Linked DNA regions of Mus musculus: regions 2 and 3 are each linked to region 1. Evidence: chromatin contacts called from public promoter capture Hi-C data. All regions are on one chromosome and are shown on one strand. Each heading gives the region's core, a stretch centred on a gene start, on an enhancer-like site or on the middle of the called end of the contact. The rest is flanking DNA. Distances are from core to core; before and after follow the strand shown.

What was found. Promoter capture Hi-C pulls out the DNA fragments that hold promoters and counts their contacts.
Region 2: a promoter capture Hi-C map of hippocampal neurons shows a contact between it and region 1, with 7 times the contacts expected there. The contact joins the promoter of Nkap here to the promoter of Zbtb33 in region 1. A contact is called at or near these places in 2 of 39 promoter capture datasets (cranial neural crest and hippocampal neurons).
Region 3: a contact with region 1 is called in a promoter capture Hi-C map of erythroid cells, with 16 times the contacts expected there. The contact joins the promoter of Ube2a here to the promoter of Zbtb33 in region 1. A contact is called at or near these places in 2 of 39 promoter capture datasets (erythroid cells and liver).

Annotation. Positions count from the first base shown.
Region 1 is chrX:38,188,385-38,191,903 of GRCm38.p6, reverse strand. Zbtb33 (zinc finger and BTB domain containing 33) reads right to left here and starts at 2,111. Exons shown (of 2, transcript NM_020256.2): 1 at 1,822-2,111.
Region 2 is chrX:37,124,568-37,128,193 of GRCm38.p6, reverse strand. It overlaps Nkap (NFKB activating protein), which reads right to left and starts at 1,431. Exons shown (of 9, transcript NM_025937.4): 1 at 819-1,431. The coding sequence starts at 1,198.
Region 3 is chrX:36,871,771-36,875,566 of GRCm38.p6, reverse strand. Ube2a (ubiquitin-conjugating enzyme E2A) reads right to left here and starts at 1,272. Exons shown (of 6, transcript NM_019668.4): 1 at 1,038-1,272; 2 at 776-856; 3 at 375-400. The coding sequence starts at 1,081.

The DNA.
Region 1 (3,519 bases), core at 862-3,361:
AGAATTCACTTTCCTAGTCCCAACTTTACTTCATTTTTCCTCAAGAGATAAGAATTTTTCATTTTAAGAAAAATCTTCACCATTAAGCATATGAATTACTTCTTCAAATGCCAGAAAAGTTTAGTGTGTTTAATATTTAGTCTGAAATTTATACCCTTCAACTTCACCTCTAATCTTATTAGTTACATCCTATTCAAAAGTTCACCCTCACAGCCAAGGCCAATTACGGACACTGACAATTAGCGCCTCACAATTTCCCATTATTTCTACCTACCCCTTATCCTTCTATTCTGCCTTGCACTTTGTAGAGATGCAGCGTTAGACAGAGTGCCAAGTGAAGTCAACACATACTCTAGTGAAGAAACAAACAGAAAGGGAGAGCGCCCCTCCTCGGTGCCTATTTACATAAAAACTGCAAACATATGTTGTTGGTAAAGAATGATGTTCACTTGTAGAAGACCCAGTTCTCTTCAAAGGAGTCAGTGCAAGCAAAAACAGTAACTAGTTACAACAGAGAAGCAGGCAACTGTTGCTGCTGTGGGACACTCCAAACACTTTCTTTTGGCATTTCACGGAAGCTATTGAGTTCAGAGTGCATCTGAAGTGCAAAGGACCCATATGCATATTAAAATACTTATAAGCACAAAACACATGTTATACAAATATTATATATTAACCATTCCTTGCTAAGTACATTTGGTAGAGAATTATTTTATTAATAAGTTACTAAAGAATGTCACTGTCACCTGGTACTTACACACACACACACAAACACACACACACACACACACACACACACACACACATGCTCACATATAAACACACAAGGGAGGCATGAGTATCTCTGTATTTAAAACATCATAACTTTAAAAGTCTAAAAGCCAAAAATTAAAACCATGTTAGCTACTCCATTTTAACAGCACCAAGGAATTACAGGCAATCACAAAGGCATTCATCACAAAGTGTGACCTTTAGACAATCTGCCAACAATCCAAAACATGAAGGTTTCAACAGAAACCACTTTCAAGTGGAGAGATTTCTGTATATGGCCACATGATTTTTATAATTGGAAAATAAGGGTTTTTTTTTTCCAACATGGGAATGATTCAAATGTAGGTGTCTAGGTGATACTGGGACCTGGTTTCATTTTGATTAGGTATCCAGCTGGTCAGGGTTAGCCCAGGATCACCCCAAGTGGGTCTCAAACCTTTCCTCCCCAGAGATTTGCGACCTGCCTACGGAAAAGGCATCTCATAGCATTGTGTAACACATCTTTGGTTGTTGGCTGGTTTAGAAGGCTGGTGACAGTAGGGAAGAGAAAAATGCCACGGGCCAGAGGGGGGGAAACAAACCAACACTACAGGGCTCCCTGCAGCTGTTGTCCATCTCTCCCTCTTCCACCATCTCCCTCTTCTTCCTTTGAACTTTGGTGCAACTGAGCTTTTAAACGTCAATTCACGTGAAAACACAAACAGGGATGGCGATGCAAACAGCAGAACGAAGGCAGGGGGGTTGAGGGGTGTTGAAGAAAGTAGGCCTAGCTCCTAAGGGTACTCTGTTGGGGGTAGCGGGCCATGCGAAGCCGGAAGCATTGTTGTGTCCAAAGAAGGATCTAAAGAGGAGGATGGGCCCCATAGTAAAGCTCAATCAAACTAGTAGGGAGGTGGGAAAAGAGCCCCCTTCCCCGCCCCCCAAAGCGGACGAATGGAGAGGGAGAAAGCCAAGTGGGTACTTGGCGGCGTCCCCCACGCCCTAAGGCTTATGCAAGGGTACCGGGTGCCTCTGGCACTGGACAGAGAAGGGGACCACGCCGCGCCTTACCGGTTCTCTTGGTAGAGCTCCGGGACCCACACAAAGAAAGAGCAGAGGAGCCAAGGCCTCGGGCTCCGCTGCTTCCTGGTTCAAGCGAGGCGGCCGCAAGCGTAGGCGCGGCCAGGGCATGGAAGGCGTAGGCGGGCTCCGTCTCCCGGGCCCGGTGCCCAGCCCACTCCTCACCTGCTCCGCGGCGGCCGCTTTCTCCTCCTCGGGGCCGAGGCAGGGTCAGAGTCCTACCCCAAGCAGCCGGACTCCGCAGCGCCGCTGCTGCCGCTTTAAATGTCGCTCCAGTTTCCGCCGACGTCAAAGCGGCTTCCACGGACGCGGCTCGGGCGCCGGGCTCCGCCGACAGAGGGCGCAGCGTGGGAGGCGTGGCTTCCTCGCCTTCCTCTTCCGAGAGCAGCCCGGGGTTGTCCGGAAGAGCGCGAAGCCCGCCTTCGGCTCTTTCCGTGACTGCGAAGCATTTTTCTAAGTGTTCTGTGATTCTCTTAAGAGCTCGGCTCCGTGAGACAGACAAAGATCCGATGACACTGTTAGGAGTGGCAGGGAGGCTAGTCTTGTTTGTTCAAACTCCCTTAAGTCCCGAGGGCTTAAAAATGTTCAGAGGTTGTATAAATTCCAGTTCTTTTGCATGTTTGAAGTCTGCCCTGTTAGCCTGTTGCTTGGATAACAAGCCACCTTGAATACAATCTGCATACTAAAATTTAACTCATACTAATTCAAATTGTAGGATAACAAGAAAACCACATTACACTGTCTACTTTTAAGAAGAAACCTGTGTTCTGATAACTCTTGTTAATCGAATGTTAAATGGTGCATGCAATATCTTGTTAACTGCATATCTATTAACATAGAGATCACATTTGATCTGCAGCAAATATACTCCAGGCCCTGTGGGATAGAAAAGCAGATAAGACAAGTTTCTCTCATTTCAGAGGGCTCGGCAGGTACATACACACGAATAAAAGTATTTTAAAAGTATAGAACTACAGAGAAGGAATAACAAACCAAATAGTGTCAAATGAGCCCTACCTTGAAAGGCAATAATATTTGTATTGTTTATCATTATTTTTTAAAATATTTTTTATTATGTATTTTCCTCAATTACATTTCCAATGCTAGCCCAAAAGTCCCACACACACCCCCCCACTCCCCTACCCACCCAGTCCCACTTTTTGGCCCTGGCGTTCCCCTGTACTGGGGCATATAAAGTTTGCATGTCCAATGGGCCTCTCTTTCTAGTGACGGCGACTAGGCCATCTTTTGATACATATGCAGCTAGAGTCAAGAGCTCCAGGGTACTGGTTAGTTCATAATGTTGTTGCACCTACAGGGTTGCAGATCTCTTTAGCTCCTTGGATACTTTCTCTAGCTCCTCCATTGGGGGCCCTGTGATCCATCCAATAGCTGACTGTGAGCATCCACTTCCGTGTTTGCTAGGCCCCGGCATAGTCTCACAAGGGACAGCTATATGAGGGTCCTTTCAGCAAACTCTTGCTAGTGTATGCAATGGTGTCATCGTTTGGAGGCTGATTATGGGATGGATCCCTGGATATGGCAGTCTCTAGATGGTCCATCCTTTTGTCTCAGCTCCAAACTTCGTCTATATAACTCCTTCCATGGGTGATTGTTCCCAATTCTAAGGGGCAAAGTGTCCACACTTTGGTCTTCATTCTTCTTCAGTTTCATGTGTTTTGCAAATTG
Region 2 (3,626 bases), core at 182-2,681, 1.1 Mb after region 1:
TCGAATTACTTGTGACAGTCCTACCTCGGCTTCCTGAACGCTAGGATTACAGGAGTGAGACATCATGCATGCCCAGCTTTTGAATTTAAATATGTCTTGAGGCATGGCCTCATGTAGACCAAGGCGGCCGTAAATTTGCTACGTCGATGAGAATGAGTGTTCTGACTTGCCTCAAGAGTCTCACAGTTGTTGCTACTAAAGATTTGTGAGTCTTTTTAAACTAAGAATTCCATTAGAGGAAATCCAATCTCATTCCCACATTGGTTTGCATGGTCAACACGGCTGAGACCACTTGCCAAGACTTTTCCCAACATAGCCTCATCTAATTATTCTTTTCCCTCAAAACCAATACATATACTTAATTACAATACTTCCCAGTTCACTGCAAAACGTTTCCACTGAAATATCCTCTTGTCTCAATTTTTTCTGTTTGTTCATGCAACAAGAAACAGCTGCCATGCCTACCAAGAGGCAGGCACTACTAATTCTGTGATCAATAAAAGTCACAAACCTCTATTTCCGTTTAGTGAGGAATAAAGACAGGTGCACGGATAATGACACCAAGGCATACAATAGCCTCTTACTTTCCCAGTAGGGGTAAGTAGGTAGTGGGAAACCAGGGCCTCTTATGAAGGAGTCTAGGGATGAATGAAAATGTAAGTTAGAAAGGATAAATAAAAAAGGTCACGGGGTGAACTGAAGAAAGAGATGAAAAAGGTGCGAGGCGGATGGGAAGCGAAATAAAACAGAAACAATGAACAAGCTGGACTCAAAGGCAGGCAGAATGACCCAAGAGAGGGTGCGGCGATTTCACTCACTTCTGCCGGAGACTCTCCTCCCTTTCCTTGTCCAGCAGGCTAGGCCATGGCTTGTCGCCCCCGTAGGGACGCGAGTAGCCGCCGTAATAGGCGGACGAGGATGCAGAAGCAAACGGGGCGCTCCGCTGTGCCGAGGGCCGTTCGCGAGAGCGCGATCGAGAGCGGGAGCGGTAAGATTGGTTTCGGGAGCTTTGGCTGAAGCCACTCAGCGAATGACTGAGGCCATTCCGGTCGCCGAACCGAGAACAAGAGCGCGAGCGAGACCGGCGACACCGCGGGGAGCGGGAAGATTTGATGGATTTGGGGCTCCGCGATGGACTGCGACGCTTCGCCCCGGAGGCCTCCCGTTCAGGGCTACGCGAGCCCGATACAGGAGCCATGGTGGGGGAAGCTGAAGCTACCAAGGGGCGGGACAAGGAGGCGCTCTCGCGACCCCCAAAGGTCCCGGACACCTAGGGTCCTAGAGCTTGCAGCCGACCAAATCCGAAAAAAAGCAAGCAAACAAACAAACAAACAAAAAAACCAACTTGGAAACAGTTCCGTGTACAGCGGTAAACCCCTTCCCCCGGACCCAGAGTCCTTGCCGCCAACAGGAAGGGATTTGTGTACCTCTATATAGAAGCCGGCCAGGAAACTGAGGCTACGCTCTCATCCAGTTCCTAGTGAGGTTTCTGAAACCTAAACCGCACTGGATGCCTGAAAGAACATTGCGATGAATGAGACAAGTATTTCATTGAGTAGCCATATAAGCAACACCGCCAATTCTCCCTTTATTTAGTGTGGGACGATCTTTGCCTGTATAGTGTGCGCGTATGAATCTGTGTATGTATTATAACCCCCACTCCCACTCTTTTTTTTTTAATCCCAAGCAAACAAAAGATCATGATTAGGGTTAAGCTTTAATCTAAGATCATTGTTGTCCAGTTCACTTAGAAAGCATACATTCTGATAACTTCAGTCTGTTATACTCCGATTAATTTAGCGACCCAGAGGAAAATCTTAGTACGTAGGTTCAAGCCACCCATCTCTACAAATGTCCCACAAAACGAAGTTATCAAGCCCCTTCAACTAGTCCATCATACACTAGCCCAGCAAAATATAAGGTAGACGATTAATAGTTGTATGTATTAAGTATTTTTAGGCAAAAGAGCATTCAAATATTAATTTTGTTTTTAATTTTTTTGAAATTGAAATGTAATTGTGTCATTTTCCCCTTTCTACCTCCAACCATTCCTGCGTGCCTCCTCTTGCTCTTTTAAACTCATTGCCTCTTTTTCTTTATTTGTCATTACATGTACCTGTAACTATAGCTGTTGTAATGTTTTCACCAGAGAAGACTACTTAGATATGGGTTTTAGCCAATAGAAAGTCACACACGCCGGGGCGGTGGTGGCCCATGCCTTTAATCCCAGCACTTGGGAGGCAGAGGCAGGAGGATTTCTGAGTTCAAGGCCAGCCTGGTCCACAGAGTGAGTTCCAGGACAACCAGGGCTACACAGAGAAACCCTGTCTCGAAAAAAAAAGTTGCGCGCGCACACACACACACACACACACACACACACACACACACACACACGTCCTGTGTTGATATACTTCAGTTAACAAGAACATGTCCAAAAGTGAAACTACAGAAGCCAACAGGGAAGGTCAGTACCTTTAGGAATATTCCCAGAACTATGTACTTTGATCTTTTGTCTTTTGTTTTGGCAGGTGATACTGTCTACATGCTGAATGTTGCAGCCTGAATGGTACTTCCATCATGGAGTCAGTTGTGCTAAGGTCTGGGGACCTACTAAGGTCTAGAGCCCTGTTACAATAACCTGCTCAGAGCATATATTAACCGTATGTTTATGATTTCAGGACCGACCATTTGGTATTGGATAATCAGCTGAGGGAAGACTATTTCTCCTGGCTCTCAGCATTACCTAGTTGCCTGTAGTTCTTTGTCTAGGGTTAGAGCCTCGTGAGATTTTCCCATAATCTATCTTCTGGTGTCATCCTTGTCAGGTCTTGCTTAAGTAGCCATGTTGCTGAGACTTCATAGTTTCTCTGACATTTCTAGGGGATGCAGTCTGAGAGCAAACTTCTTGGTCTCTTACACTCTTTCTGCCCACTCCCTTCCTCCATGATCCCTGAGCCATAGATGCAAGGGTTAGGTTGCATATGGATCAGTCTGGGCTGGGCACCACAGGATTACTTGTTCTCTGTGATGGGTGCAGTACATATTTCATTGAGTAGTCACATGAATAGCTCCACCAAATTTGATTTTTCTGTGTGGTGCTCTCTGTCTTTTGTAAAGATAAGTTTCTTTAATGAGGGGTGATTGTTACACTTGTATATATGGGTGTAAGGATAAATATTTATAATACAGTTAAAACTGTGCTGGTTTAGTAAAGTGGTGGTTGTAGATTCTGTGCAAAGATAAATTCATCAGTAGCCCTGGGTAGTTGGCTGGGTTTCTGGTACGAGGTATCATTTCCTTCTTGTTGAGCAGGCCTTATTTTATTTGAGGATGAATGAAAATGTAAGGAAGAAAAGGATGAATAAAAAGATTATGGGGTGGAATGAAAAAAGGGATAGAAAAAGGTTTGAGGCAAGCAGGGATCAAAATACAAGCAGAAACGATGGATAACAAGCCAGACTCAAAGGTAGGCAGGCTCATCTAAGAGAGGATGCAGCCAAATAGAGATCTGCTGGTAGTAGGATATTCATGCCCCTCCTGCACCCTTAGAAATATCATGCTGTGCTGGTTGATGTTGAAGTTCTTAGCTGTCATTGCTGGCATGACTATTGGTTGTTCTGGAATTT
Region 3 (3,796 bases), core at 23-2,522, 1.3 Mb after region 1:
GATGGTTGCTGGTGAACTGGTTTCCTGCTGCATTATCTCTGTGGGGGCTAAAGTTAGCAAGAAGGCTGCTCAAACCTCCACAACCCTGAATACCAGCGCTGTGGCACTTCTTTTAAAAAGTGACTACTTTCACCCAGGATGGATTAAACGGGGGGGGGGGGAGACGACACAAACGAACGGAAAAAGTGAAGTTTTGATTAAGCCTAGGTCTAGCCAGAACAATCCGCCACACACTGAATTTCACTTGAGCCTTTGGTGGTCAGAGGTGGCAGGGGCAAAGCCGCTTCTTTAAGTGGGGGGCGCTTGCTGATACCCGGGACCCCCTTTCCCCTGAAGAGTAGGCTCCTGAAAGGTGGGCTAAGAAACTCTCTTACCATCCTCAAACGGGGTCCCTTCGGGCCTGCAACACAGAATAAAAACAAAAACAAGAGCCCGTTAGTGCCGGCTCAGAGGGTCCCCGCCTCCCCGCAGCCTCAGAGGCGGCGGCTCTGTCAAGGTTTCCCATCCCTGCCGCCTGGTCCGTCCCGCACCGCTGTCCCGGGTTAGGAAAAGGCGGCGCAGGCCGCCGCAGCCTCCGCTGCCCCTCGCCACCAAGAACCCCAAAGAGTTCCCCTAGCAGAGAGAAGGCAGCTAATCGAGGCAGAGGCTCCGGGGAGGCGCCTAGGCCCAAGCAACCCCAACTCTCTTCCCCTTTCCCCCCATGCGCGGCTCGTCTAGGGGCCGGCCCCGGTCCTCCCTGCCCCGGTCGCCGGCGAGAGCCGGCCCGCAGACTCACCCAAAAATGACCGCATTCCAAACCATTATGTTGTTCTCCGACGGAGCCCCGCTCACTCCGGCCGGAGGATCTTCCTGTAACCTTCAGAAACAGACACACAGCGGCTGCCCTCAGCCCCGCGATTCGCCGCCGGGATCCCCCTCCCCATCACACCCGGAGCCGCTCCGCTTCGGGCTCCGCCCTGTGCCCCCCGGCAGGCAGGCAGGCAGGCGGGCAGGCAGGCCGCCCCCTCGAGCGCCTGGCCCTCGCGGACGCGGGTTACCTCTTGAAGTCCCTCATGAGGCGGCGCCGGGCCGGGGTCGACATGGCTTTAGCGGGCTCAGCAGTCGGGCATATACCAGGGTCCGCGGTCCCCGAGGAAGCCGAGGAAGCCGGAGAAGCCGAGGAGGCGCCGAGAGGGACGGCACTGCCGCTCCGGAGCCGAGGGTCGGTCTGGCGCCGGCTAAGCACCACCCCAGAGTAGACGGGGGCCGAACCAACCTGGGGAGAACGCGCGGGGGGGTGCGGGGAACGCCTTACGCCCGGCGGACCGTACCAAGGCGGCCACGGGGCGGGGAGAGCCAAAGTTGACCTGTCAATCACGTCCCACCTGAGAGCCCTGGCCCTGGACCTAAGGGAGGAGGTGGCCAAGTTCCCTGGGGGAAAAGGCTAGGCGGGAAGCAAAGGAAACCTTCAAGTCCCGGTGATTTAACAGGGAGCAGCGCGGGCCCCACTTGCTGACTTGAAGAGGAACCCCTGCGAAGTTTTCTTTTTATAGGTACTTACTTTTTTTCGGGAAGGAGGGGCTCTTTTTCTATCTTTTTTCCCCCTCTGTTGAGACAGAGTCTCCTATAGGCCAGAGAACCTCGAACTCACTGTGTCGTTGAGCATGATTTTGAACTCCTGACTCTCCTGCTTTCACCTCCCAAATGCTGGGATTACAAGAGTGCACCACCATGCCAGTCTTTTAATTACTTCTTGTTTTGTTATTGGTTCCCCCTTCTTCCTCCACTTATTTGTTGATTGATTGATTGGCTGATTGATTGTAGGGTTGGTCTCTTGTAGTATCTAATGTAACACAGGCTAACTCAGACTCACTGTGAATCCCAGAGGCTGGACTTGGAGGTCACCTCAGCCTGCCAGGAATATGTCTTTAACCTTTCTTCTGTTTTGACAAAGAATGAATTATTAAACTGCCAACTACTGTTTAGGGTCGGGGAAAGAGGCGAGAAGATTAGTTGAAAGAAAAGAGTGGAGGAAAGACTTGGCACAGGCAAAGCAGTTCTCCAAAGGCAAGGATGTTAGGGTCACAGTCCTGTAGACACGAGAGGCTGGGGTAACTGCTTAAAGTCATGGGGAAAGTAATATAAATAAATAAATAAATAAATAAATAGCTCTTGAGTATGAAAATGGACTTTGGGTCCATCTTCTTTGAGATGAGGGTGCACAATTCAAACCCAACTTTTAACCCTAGGACTGAATGAAATGATGTTGGGGGGCAGTGGCAGAAATGAGAGCTTCGCCGTGGTGGCGCACGCCTTTAATCCCAGCACTCGGGAGGCAGAGGCAGGCGGATTTCTGAGTTCGAGGCCAGCCTGGTCTACAAAGTGAGTTCCAGGACAGCCAGGGCTACACAGAGAAACCCTGTGTCGGAAAAAAAAAAAAAGAAAGAAAAGAAAAGAAAGAAAGAAAGAAAAAAAAGAAATGAGAGCTTCTCCCAGGGAAAATAGACTTTTTACAATCTCTATGGGTACTCACAATTTGTCTCTGGAACCACATTTCCCCTTGGTAATTCAGCAAGCCAAGCAGCTAGTTTAGAAGAGTCTGAGGTATGAGCTTATCCAGCTGGAGAGTATTGGAAGGACCGGAGGCGGCAAGGAGAGGCAGGGCGCACAGGAAAAGCTGCAAGTCTCAGGCAAGCCTCCCAGGGAGTATAGGGACCTGCAAAAGCAAGAACAGTTTCAAAGAAGCATTTTCAAAGATCAACCCAAAAGTCACTTAGTGGGCAGACAAGGATGCTGGAAATTATGAGAAAGGCAGGTTTGAGTTAAATCTGGGAGAGTTTTGAATGCCAAGCTAATGGAATCCTTGGAAGGTAGTGGAGGCAGGAAGCGACACCATTAGAGCTGGGCATTCAGAATCTTCTCCCTAGAGAGCAAGAAAGTAGCTGCAGGGCTCTTTTGCTACTGTGGAGGAGAAACACTGTATCAGGCAATCTCACCTCCCAGAGACAAGCGCATCCTTTACCATGGGAACTACTACAGCTTCAGTCTTCAACAGAGATTTTCTTTCCCATTAAATCCTGCTCACATTTTGAAATCAATCTCTCTCTCTCTCTCTCTCTCTCTCTCTCTCTCTCTCTCTCTCTCGGAGAGCCCAGTCTTCTATAGTCATCAGAGAAAAGGAGGGGGGTAAATAAAGAGCACTTGGCAATAGATTGAATGTGGTGGCAAGAATGATGCTTTAAACCCTGAGAGCAGTGGGGCTTTGAAGTGGCCGTTAACAGAACTAGGCATAAAGGGTGAAGGGACACATCTGGGAGAAGAAATTTTGAGTGGGACTTCCTGAGCTCCTGGGAGTGATGAAACAGCCATGCGAAGATGTCCAGAAGTCATCAGGTGCATAGGAGTAGGAAGCACATACCAACAGTAGTGATTTTCCTAGGTACTTAATGGCAAGTGCCTTCCTGACTAACAATTGTTACCCCCCCATTAACCCCAACATATGAATCCGTTAAAGCAAGTTTCCCTAATAGTGTTGGATTATGGCTGTTGGTGGGAAAAGGTTACCAAACAAATTTCAAATATCCTTTCTCCTCATCTAGGAACACGAAGTCTTCTAGTTCACACATGAAAAGAGCAAAAGCAAGGCCTGCAAAAAGAGCATTTGTTCTCTGTCACTGCTGAACTGATAGCCATGAACTGCAGGTCAAGTCTAGTTCCTTGTGGTCATAGGGCTTGGAGCCCTATTTCACTATTAACTGCCAAACTGGGACCACTCCCAGCTCCCAGAGGCCACCTCCATTCTTTGCTATGTGACCTA